Regions from separate parts of the Rattus norvegicus genome. Here all the other regions are linked to region 1. A link is a contact called in public Hi-C data. All regions are on one chromosome and are shown on one strand. The core of a region is the stretch at or near the end of the contact, and the rest is flanking DNA. Distances in the headings are between cores, read along the strand shown. Region 1 overlaps Itga9 (integrin subunit alpha 9). Region 2 overlaps Itga9 (integrin subunit alpha 9). Region 3 overlaps Itga9 (integrin subunit alpha 9).

Region 1 (3,655 bases), core at 415-2,914:
TGTGGTTCGGTGACAGGAACCGTTACCCAGTCGGCTGGGCCAAGAGAGTAAATTTAAAATCCTGAACGTGTCATAACTTTGGCTTAGATGTCTTCTTTCTAATTGAAGACTATCTCCTAAAGAAAACATTTCTCCTCAGCCGCTTCTCGTCACACTGAGGAAGAGCTGTGCTCTGTCTGAAAGGCCAGGGGGTCACTGGGACCAAAGATGAGACAGAGGAGAAAAGAAACCTTGATACCGACACTCCAGGAAGCACAGGGTGCAGCATCCTGTGAGCCCGCCTCCCGTGAGCCTGCTAACTCTTATGCTATAGGGAGATGCATGTATTCCCACCAGCTCTAGGGATGGCCGATGCAAGGCTTCCCCCCTTGGTCCTGAGCCCCTTTTCTCCTCTTTGGGGGTAAGCAGCCGATATACCGGGGAGTCAGGGGAGTCAGGAGTGCAGGCCACACCAGGCTCCCCATAAAAGAGTACTCATTTCCATGTAATCAGAGAAAGGCGGGCCCCGGAGAGGCCCATTTCACAAGCATGGATGGCTTTTCCTGGAGCTGAAGTGATACAGAAGGGAAGTACTTTCGGAGATGAAGTGACAGCGAAGAATTTCCAGATGTGGCTGGATCGTCGCCGTGAGAGACGGAGGCGTAAATACGTTATCTGAGCACTTGACATGCAGGCCCGAGATGCTCGCCTTCCACAGATGGCCAGACACTTTGGAAGCGGGATGGTCTACTGACTTGGATAATGAATGAACCCGTCACGACACCCCACCCCCACCCACTGGGACACAGCACAGACCTTGGGATTGTATTAGTTTGTTCAGATTCCAGTTTCGGCTCTTCGATCCCTCTACGGTGAAGAGTGAAGTTTGCGTCCACCCAGCTTTGCAGAGTTCACGCTGCGCATATTATTTGAGGATCCTCCTTCTATCAAAAGGTCTGTAACCCTTTGGATGCCATCTCTACCCTCCACACTCTATCTAACCTCTTGGACCGCCTTTTGGAGGTGCGTGCACCCCAGAGCAGCGGAAAGTGAAGCTGGTAACGGATTCACTGGGTCTCAGGTTTCAAGGACCTCAGGGAAGTCTGAAGTGTGCCTCAGGGCTCGTGTTTAGGAAATTTAAGAAGAGTTTGTAAAGGGTAGGACCCCCGATGGCCAGGGAGACCAAACGACTTCTTAGGGGCTAGTAATGCCAAGGCCATGACTTATGGTCAGAAGGAATTTTGGGGTACACGTGAGAAAGCCGGTCCCCATTTTTATGTTTCTGAGGCACACTTGGTTTGGCCTCAGCAGGTTAAATGAGAACCATGTGTTTCTCGGCTGTGGCTGATGAGCTCTGTTTATCCTCAGCGAAGTTTCCGTTATGGGCTCTTTAACATCCCATTATGCCTGCACCAGTGAGGCCGGTGGTCGCGTTTGGTTGAAGGGCTGAAGGGAAACTGACCGGTTAGCCCTCATTGTTAAGGCCTATTCATGTTGGGGGCCAGAAAACACCACACATTTAAGTCTCGGCATTCCAACCAGCCCACCCAGGGGTGACGGGGAGTCCCAACAGCTGGGACACGGTACGTTCAGGCTCCGAGATAAGAATGCTCACCCTCGGCCAGCAAGGAGATGGCACTGCTGGTTTGATTTATTCTCAATGTCCACACAGTTCAAAGGTCAGCCTCTGGCTTGTATGATGTCCATGGAGCCCTGGCCAGCTTGTCCCTACCTTCCAGAGCATATGAACGGTGCACAGACACATCTCGGGGACACACAGTTTTGCCCTCTGGACGAGCATGCGTAGTTCACGTGCCCAGAAATGCAACTATCACTCCAGAAGTCAATAATCTCCCTCTGACTACTGCTGCAGAATCTGGTCAAACATTTCCCCTCTTTATAAAGTGTTTGGCCCTTCCTGAGGAAAAGGAAAACCTTCTCCTGATCTATTTCTGAAACTTTAATATGTGACTCATATCTACACATGTACATAAAGAAGAAAAAGGGAGTGGTTTAAAGCTACTGACAAGATCAGTTGGTACGTAAGGGGTTGGGCTAGGAGAAAATAGATTCCATAACTATCGATCCCAAAATTTGTGGACTTTAAGCTTTCTCACTGATGCTTTTGACAACGTGAGTGGTTGTATCTGATTTGAAAATATCACCTTCCCTTTGATTCTCAGATTGAAATGAAGGCAACTTCTGCTGGAGGGTGAGTGGCGTTTCCAAAAATGGCTCTATTTGGGATTCCCAGTGACTACAAATTTTCAGATCTTTTTGGACACATGGAGCCCCCTCTAGATACATCACAGAGTTTATCGATTGCTAAGGATTTACCTCCCAAGCCCATGGCAGAGAAATTATATCTGGCGGTGGTGTAGCTGATGTAGGCAGTGGAATTTTTATTTCTCCTAGCTCATCCTTCCGCCCAGGCACTGAATTGGACATATACAGAAATCAGGGCCGTGTCCTTGGCTCTCATGACATTTGGCTCTCCTGAGAGAAGGTGACAGACATCAAGTATAGTGACATTAGTGAGTGACAAAGCTGGGAAGGAAATGCCACAGTGAAATGGAACCAAGAGTGGGGTTCACAGACTTGGGGCTGGTGGCCTGGGCAGACTCCCTGAGAAGGCAGGCTCTGGACTTGGGCCTACATTCTGAAGCATCATCTACGGGAACCCCAGGAAGGCATGATGGAAGAGAGGGGCTGGGAAGTGGATATGGGGGGATGGGCGGGAAAGGAGAAGAAGCTGTGAGCAAGGAAAGGGGCCAGGGAAGCACACGGTGGCAGTCCTTAAAGGGTCAGTGGCTGAAAGGCATCAAATTAGAGGGAGGTTGGGGGTGGGTTAGTGAACAACATGGCCAGAAGGTTTGGGGCATGTATGGAGGTTTTTAGACCTTGTGGTTGAGCCAATACAATCTTCTAGCTTGTGTATGTGTACATGTGTAGCTGTATGTGTGTGGGTGTATGTGGGTGTGTTTTTTGGTGTGTGGGTATGTGTGTATGTGAGTGTATATGTTTGTGGTGTGTGTGGTGTATTTATGTGTGTGTGTGTGTGTGTGTGTGTGTGTGTGTGTGTGTGTGTGTCTGTGTGTGTTCCCATGTAGGCTTGAGGTTGATGTTATGTATCTTCCTCAATCATTCTCTACCATATTTTCTTGAGATACCGTCTCTTACTAAATCTGGAACTATCCAGTTAGGCTAGACTGGCTGGCTAGCACACCCCAGAGATCTTCCTGTCTTTGCCTCCCTAGCGCTGGAATCACAAAGGTCTATCACTGGAGCCTCCTGTTTGATCTTTCTACAGAGACCCTCAAGAGTGTCTTGGAATTACATAGAGAAGCAATCATGGCCAGAGGAAGTTCTCCAACTACGAAACAGGTTCTCACCGCCAAGGCAATGACTCCTTATGGGAGAGACTGAGCAAACATTACAGCGTATGCTGGCTAGTTTTGAATTTTTATCCTTTTTGGAGCCCACGGAGAAAACGAAGGCAATGCCCCAGGAAAGGAAAGAGAGAAAATAGCTCTTATTGTTCTGTGTAAAAGAACGGGGTGAGAATGATTAGGCAATGGCTCAACTTCTCAATGAGGGAATGAGGCAACTGTTTTCCATTTTAGCTAAGAAAAGTCAGGAGGGAAATGAGCTTCAGAGACCAAGGCTAGTCATAACA
Region 2 (3,655 bases), core at 474-2,973, 170 kb after region 1:
AGGGTGTATGTGTGTATGTGTGTGTGTATGTATATGTGTGTATGTGTCTATGTAGAGTGTGTGAATATGTATGTGAGTGTGAGTATATATAAGTTTATATATATGACTGTGTGCATATGTATATGTGCATGCGTGTATATGTATATGAGTGTGTATGTGAGTGTATATAAGTGTTTATATGTGTGCCTGTGTGTGTTTGTTTGTTTGTGTGTATGTGTGTGCACTCTCGCGTATAAGTGTGGGAGCACTTCCAAACCTGAGACCCATCACCCCATGGCTGTTCTGCAGACACACAGAACGTTACTGAGCTGAGGGCTGGAGGTGCTTTATGGGATGTGAGAATGGGAGCAGACCCAGACACCCGGACAGAGCCCAAGGTGTGATCTCAGTCCAGGATGGCATTGACCACTACAAGACCCTGCCAGGCCAGCAGGGCACCTGTTCCTACAAGTAGGGGCCACAGAAACTCGATTGAAGTCCTCTTGCGAGTTCCCCCATGAAACATATTAGAGCCATTTCAAGGAGATCTATGACTTCCCAGAATGGTCCAAGCACTCAGAGTCCTGTTCTTGTGGGTTTTCCTATGCCTGCTTTAACATTAACAGCTGTGATAGGCTCTTGGGCTGATCAGTAGCTCAGTTCTGGTCAACAAACTTTTTTCCTTTTACATTCGTGTGTGTATGTGTGGGGGTGTGTGGGTGGGTGGGTGTCATGCATGATACATGTGAACACTGCATTAGAGAACAATCCCAGAAGTTAGAGGTTTTCACCACAGGGACCCAAGGGATCCAGCTCCAATTGTCAGGCTCCGTGGCAATGGCCTTTACCTGCTGAGCCTCTCGCCAGCCCTCAGGGGTTACTGAGGGCTTCTAGGGGGCATTACTGACCCTCACAGGAAGGAGGGAGGGGCAGGCCTCGTGTGTAGGATTCCCCCCATCCCCATGGTTCACTCAGCATGGTTCCTTCCTGGTTCCTAGAGCCTGTTCACTGTCCTGTCCCACACTCCATCTAATGCAAGGTTAAGGACAAGCTTTCCCGGGTACTGCCTGACGTGGAGTAGTCACGGCTGGTCTGGGTGACACCGTCTGTCACAGGACATTTGTTCCTGTCTCAAGCTCTCCTGCCCACCTTCTCCCAACACCGTGCACTGGTTTCTCAGAAATACGAGCTCCATTCTAGGTACAGAAGATGTTCCTTGTGATCCCGGGGTCTAGTCAGTCCAATTGGCCATTCCAACATGGTTCCACATACCAGGTATTTATTCTGAGCTTACCATCCCAAAGCAGGAGTCTGCTGGGAAACCATTTCCAGAAGGTAGAACCGAAGGTGAGGGAGGGTCCTTAGGGCCTGGGACCATGACTGGAGCTGGCCTGTGAAGGGACCGAACCCTCGGGGACAGTCAGAGACATTCAGCAGATGGGGGAGGGAAGAGGCACATTACGCAGAATACGGCGAAGGCTGGCATGTGGGCTCATGTGTGAGCTATCAATGACACTTGGCATGGCTCTATAGAAGGACCATCAGTTTAAAAAAGTTACCCGCCACTCATCCTTCCAACAGCATTAAAGAGAGCACACCGCTGCGGTATCCTAATGTTTTCACTTCTCTCTGGGTCTGGTAATTTCCCCTTTCAACCCACAGCGTGGGTAGGCACGTGCAGAGACTAGGAACTGACCAGAATTCCATGGCGGCGTTCCGACTTCACGGATTTTGTTTTTGCAGAGTCGCCTTCTGGGTCAGGCAATGATCAGTTTTTCTGTTTACACAAGGGTGCTGCCCTCTTACTCTACAAATGCGCTGACAGTCATCTGGTTTAAAGAGAAACTATGAAAGCAAGCATTTAGGGGGTGCGACCTTCAGAAGAAAGAGGGGGCGGGAGGTGCACGGCTCGAGGCAGACACAAGAACAGCACCTAGCATAAATGCAGGGCTGGAGAAAAGCAGCAGGAGCCCAAGGGCCTCTGTGCAAGAGGGCGGAGCCAGGTTCCTCAGAGAGAAGGCAGCTACCTCCAAAGCTAGACCGGTTTGAGGGAAAGGGGAAAGATAAGTGGGGTGCACGACATCTGGGGAACAATCAAGGAAGCCACTGGAACAGCTTCAGCACTGCCTCAAGAACAGGGTGTGTCTTGCTGCAAAAGTGGAACCTCCCCGGAGGTCCCTTCACGAGCAGAGCAAGGTAGCACTCAGGAGACAGGTATTGGTCCAAGCCGGTCACCACAGCGAGAATATCACCATATATGGAGCAAAGGCTTAGTGGGAGAAAGCAGAAAAGAAAACAAGAGAGTACTGAACAGGCTTAGAGACAGAAAGAAAAATGCCTAAAGATAACCTAAACAAAGCACGCGTGGCCGCAGTGCCGGCCTGTCTGCCGGCCATATGGCGCTCGATAAGATGGGACGTTTGCATTTATCTTCCATGACTTGTCTGCCGAGCTGAGAGCCAGGCCTCTCTGCAGAGACTGAGTCATGGTCCTTTAGCCCTGACTCTCAGGTTCCAGTCTATGCCTCCAGGGCTGGGAAGCGATCACTGCCACATCCCCTCCCCCATTCCTGCTGCCCTATCTCGACCCTCGAGTAAGCCACAGCCTCCACAGCTGTTTTCCCACAACCCCTGTAGGCCACCGGGCTATGGCTGTGAGCTCCTGGACCAGCTGTGCCACAACGGGGACAGCTAGCTAGCTCCTTAACATTTCGTCTCACTCAAATAACCCTCCATTTGCCCAGGTCCTCTGTCCGGGTCCAGGTAGTAACTGTAGAAGACAGCTTAATTCCCTGCCTTGAACAGTTCTTGGAATTACGTCTCTCTCTCTCCGGTATATTTTACCGCCTCATCTGTCCGAATGATAACAGCCAAACAGTAACTATAAGGTGCCAATCCCCTAAAGAGGGTCTGCTTTCTCTCCCTGAAAACCCCAAATATCCACACACAGGAGGCCCGTGCTCAGCCTGCAAACTGTTCTGACCAGACCTCAGTTTCTGCTCTGATCAGCTATGTTTTAACTGAGAAGCCCTGCTGGGGAGGTCACCGGAAGTCCCTCGTGGGGCTCACCAGACAGGCCCTTGGGATGCCAAGCTAAAGGTGAATTTTCAGATAAGTGGCATGGCAGGCAGTAATCCTGGCACTTGGGAGGCTGAGCAAGAAGGGCTGAGTTTGAGGCAAGCCCGGGAGACCTGTGAGTTTCAACCCAGGCTGGGCAACAGAGTAAGATTGTATCAAAACGAACTAATAGTTTTTGTAGCTGTATCAGCACCAACTGCCCTACATCTCACTGTGCCAAAAATACCAACAAGCAACCTTAGAGGAAGAGGGGTTTACTTCGGCTCACCGTTCAAGTGTACAGTCCACGTTGGTGGGGACGTCCTGGTGGTGGGAGCTTGAGGCAAGGGGGTCAGTCACATCTAGTCAGGAGGCAGAGAGAGATGGATGCTGGGATCCAGTCACTTCTTCCTTTTCATGGGCTGCAAGGTCCTAGCTTGGAGGATGGTGTTGCCCAATTTTAGGGTAGGCCTCCCCACTTCAGTTTGCCCAATTTAGGTTTTCCCTCACAGGTGTGCCTGGAGGCTTGCCCCATAGAAGATTCTAAATCCCATCAAATGCCTTGATGGCAGTAACCACCACAGGATCCCACGAAGTATTTGGGTGATGCCAAGTCCCCT
Region 3 (3,655 bases), core at 371-2,870, 130 kb after region 1:
AGGGCAAGCACATCCTTCCCACCAAGACAGTGGGTTGGGATGTCAGACTTCCTGCTTCTTCCTGGCCACTGGGTATGTATTTCCCCCTCTGAATCTTCCTGAGATGAACTTTGTACTTGGGAACTGATGGGCAGATCCCATCAGGTGTTAGACACATCAGCATTTTCCTGAACTACCCCTCCCTGGGATCAGCAGAAAGGACACAGCATCATTAGCCACCTTTTCCTGTAGGTTCCTGCATTCATGACAAAGTTCTCTAGCACCAGGCTGCAGGGGCCAGTGGCCAGACTGAACATTTCTGTTTCATATCTTCTCCCTTCTTGGAAGCTCCATCCCTCCGAGACAGCGTTACCCACTCGTCTGCCTACTAGAGACCTATTTCCCCTCACTGTTCCACACAGGCTCTATTGCCGAGGTCTGGCCAATCCTGCTTCCCTGTCATCTTGCAAGGATATCTGTTCTTCATCTCCTAGCCCAGTACCATGGCGCTATATGAATGAGCTGGCTGTCCAGCTTGAGCCAAATTTTCCAGGCTCTCTTGAGGCCAGCTGTGATGAAATCGTCCTTGACGGAGAGAGAGTGGAAGGCGTATGGATCATGTCTAGAGAAGCATGCCTTCCCTCTGTCCCCAGGGAGCCAAAGACTGGAAGCCTGGAGTGAATGGTAGAGCTAGCAATGGAAGTATACAGAGTCCCCAAGTCCCCTGTGGAGTAAGCGACTTCCAGTGAGGAATAGCCCTGCTTGACTGACATATCAACACCTCGGCTTGTTCTACCAGCCACTCTGGAGCTAAATGGGTAAATACAAAGTTGCTTTATTGCTAATTAACTAGCACAGTGAGCAGAGGAACAATGGAGAAAAGATACATCTTCGGTTGCATAGAGAGGAAGGATACAAGCCAGAATAAATGTATCATCTCCCAGCACGAGGATGTAAGATAGGAGCCACAAAGGGAGCCGTCTCTGCAGCCCACCCCAATCCATCCATGACTAAGTCAGGGTTTCAAACCCCTCTGTGCTTACTCCTCCTTTTAGGGTCTAAGACAAGTTAAACCTTGAGCTTCCCTTTGTTCATACCTGACAAAGCAGCTCGCCTTGGACCCAGACAAGGTTCCAGAGACTAAGTCAAGGAACTTCAGGATTGGAGTCTGGCAAAAGGTGGTTCTGAGGTCAATAGTGCTGGGGAGAGCAGGCACCTGGTGACACAGGACAGAGGCCAGCAGAGAGGAAAGGGCCAGGAACGTTTTTCAGGATCCTGCCAGGGCTCAAACAATTATATGCAGGATTTTTGCTAAAGTGCAGATGGGGGTAGAAGGCATAGGATTTATACAAAGGGATGTCTAAACCCCAGGGTCTATGGCTTAGGAGAATGGAGCAGTTCTACAGCAAATCCAAGACAGGCCCCCGTGAAGAAATTATCCTCCTGACTCAATTCTAGCTGCTTGCCAACTTTCTCTATGGGCTATTCCTACCTTCCCTCTCCCCCCATACCTCCTCCCCCTCCCCTCTGCACCTCTTCACCCCCAGCAGGACATAGAAGCAGGTTGAATACACAGCCAGGAGTATACTAGCTCCCTCTCAGGCACGGCTAGGAGTCCTGTGCACTGGAGTCTGTGCATGCCGGTGGGAATCATTCCATCCCTGGTTACATAACCGCCCAGCGACAGCCAAAGTCTGAACTGATGATTACCATGGAAAAAGCTCCAAAAAATAAATTCCAGGGGCATTAGGCAAGTGGTCCTTTTAAATAAACAATGGCTTTCATTTTAGCACAGACAGAATGCAGAGGTAGGAGAGGAAAGGCGGGCTGGGAAGAGAGTGGATCTGTCCGGAATCACAATTCTGTCACTTTGTAGAGCTCAGATCCCACAAAGGCCAGGATTTGGGGGCCAGGGCAGGACAGTTCCTTCAGGTCAGCACTGTCCCATACCACATTGCCTCTCCACCAGTGGCCTTCTAGGGCCCGCCCACCTGTAAGGAGGACAGCTGTACTTGGAAACAGACCCAGAAGAGCTTCCCAGCCCCAGACCAATGCCAAAGAACAGGGTGGGTATCTCTTGGAACGGATCCTGGCTGCTGGTCACATCATAGTTCTAAGCAGAACTGAGCTGGTGTGGTCACAGCTCAATAGTCCAGATCGATGACAAGCACACACTGTAACAATGCGTTTTCAGAATGAACCCTGAAATACTGGGAACCAGTTGGCAAAAGAGAACCCAGCCCTCCTTCCTGTTGGCGGCACACACACACACACACACACACACACACACACACACACACACACAGCTGGACTCCACCCTAATCCTCCACCCAGCCCTGAAACATCTTCCTCCCATCTTCCTGTCCTCTGTCATCACTCAGCAAGTCAGGAGAACAGGGGCCCAAGTGGCCTGAGGACAGGCCCTGGCTCACAGGACCTGTCTAGCCAAAAAGCAAGGCTCATAAAACGATGGCCTCCTCAAAAGTGAAGGAGAGCACCTACAGCTTCCAGGGATGAGTGGATGCCTCTTGACTAGACATCCATATATACATGCCTGACTGTATCCCTGGACTGTCTATGTGTGCCTGGGAGGCCACCGTAGTCTGACATGGAGTCAGATTGCAACTGTGAAGGAGGAGCGAGCCAGGAGCCGGATGCCCAAAACTGATTTGTTTGTGCACTCAGCTCTCAGGAGCCTGAGAGCTCCAAGTTTGATTTTGGCCTTCTGGTCTGTCAAGGTGACCTCAGATACGGTGCATGAGCCTCTGCTCGCTCCTCTGTCCCATTGTGAGGTGGAGGTCACTAGTCTTGCTCCCAAAGCTGCTTCGAAAACTGGAGTAGCACTGATGAACCACAGGCTCTTAGTACAGGGTCACCATCACTGCTAGGCGTCATCATGGAAACTTCAGGCAAACAGTGCTGGATACCTTGCAGGAACTAGCGACTGGAGGATTAATGGATGAGAATGTGGACGGGCACAAGCACAGATGGATGGACGATGGGCACACAGATGGGTACTTTAATGTCCATCACAAAGTATACAGCCCTCAGAAACTGTCTTTCCGGCACCGATTCATCGAGAACTGCCCCTTGAAGTGAAACGTCAAGTACCACAATATAAAACTGCATTTGTCTTTCAGAAAGAAAAACAGGATCAAAAGCCTTGGAACCCGGTCCTGAAGTTGAGACTTGGTACTTCACTTTTTTAGAGCAGCTCCCTGAGTTCTCAGCAAGGGACACAAGCTTATCCCTAGAGGGCACTTCTTGGGGCTCTCTGTCCTGAGAGTCTCAAAGACACACCATGGCCTAGGGTCTACTCTGGAACATAGAGATGAATTTTGGTCTAGGAATTATTAGTGCAAGTTAACAGAGGCTTGGGTTTTGGTCGTTAACATTGAAATGCAGAACGATAAATATGCTGCCTCCCCTCATATGATGTCATATCGTCTGATGTCCCATATATGGTGCCAAACATGCTAAGTGATACAACAATGAATCAGCTTCCACCAAGGAGCCACCATGGATGGAGGTACCATGTCAATAAACAAGCACATGGCACCACAGCCCCTATTCCTGCAAGCCCTTAACCTTACGTTGTTCATGCCGTGCTGCCATAGACTGTGGAGAAAGGTATAAGAAGGGGTGCGGCTCGGGCATGGGGAGAGAGTAGGGGTGC

Evidence for each region. Hi-C and Micro-C count contacts between places; a contact is called where the count stands out from the background.
Region 2: a Hi-C map of liver shows a contact between it and region 1, with 2.2 times the contacts expected there. The contact joins two enhancer-like sites. A contact is called at or near these places in 2 of 12 Hi-C or Micro-C datasets (hepatocytes and liver).
Region 3: a contact with region 1 is called in a Hi-C map of liver, with 5 times the contacts expected there. The contact joins two enhancer-like sites. A contact is called at or near these places in 3 of 12 Hi-C or Micro-C datasets (hepatocytes and liver).

The regions. Positions count from the first base shown.
Region 1 is chr8:127,450,835-127,454,489 of GRCr8, reverse strand. All of the region lies in intron 23 of Itga9 (integrin subunit alpha 9), which reads right to left. Among named protein-coding and RNA genes, the nearest start is that of Ctdspl, 68 kb to the left of the region's middle. Within about 2 kb of position 1,664, at least 3 of the 93 cell types and tissues checked have an H3K27ac peak or open chromatin away from gene starts, as enhancers often do. A contact at or near this core is called in hepatocytes and liver, where this site is marked.
Region 2 is chr8:127,280,144-127,283,798 of GRCr8, reverse strand. The region is part of intron 15 of Itga9 (integrin subunit alpha 9); the gene reads right to left. Among named protein-coding and RNA genes, the nearest start is that of Trnaa-ggc2, 24 kb to the right of the region's middle. Within about 2 kb of position 1,723, at least 6 of the 93 cell types and tissues checked have an H3K27ac peak or open chromatin away from gene starts, as enhancers often do. A contact at or near this core is called in liver, where this site is marked.
Region 3 is chr8:127,322,791-127,326,445 of GRCr8, reverse strand. The region is part of intron 15 of Itga9 (integrin subunit alpha 9); the gene reads right to left. Among named protein-coding and RNA genes, the nearest start is that of Trnaa-ggc2, 66 kb to the right of the region's middle. Within about 2 kb of position 1,620, at least 23 of the 93 cell types and tissues checked have an H3K27ac peak or open chromatin away from gene starts, as enhancers often do. A contact at or near this core is called in hepatocytes and liver, where this site is marked.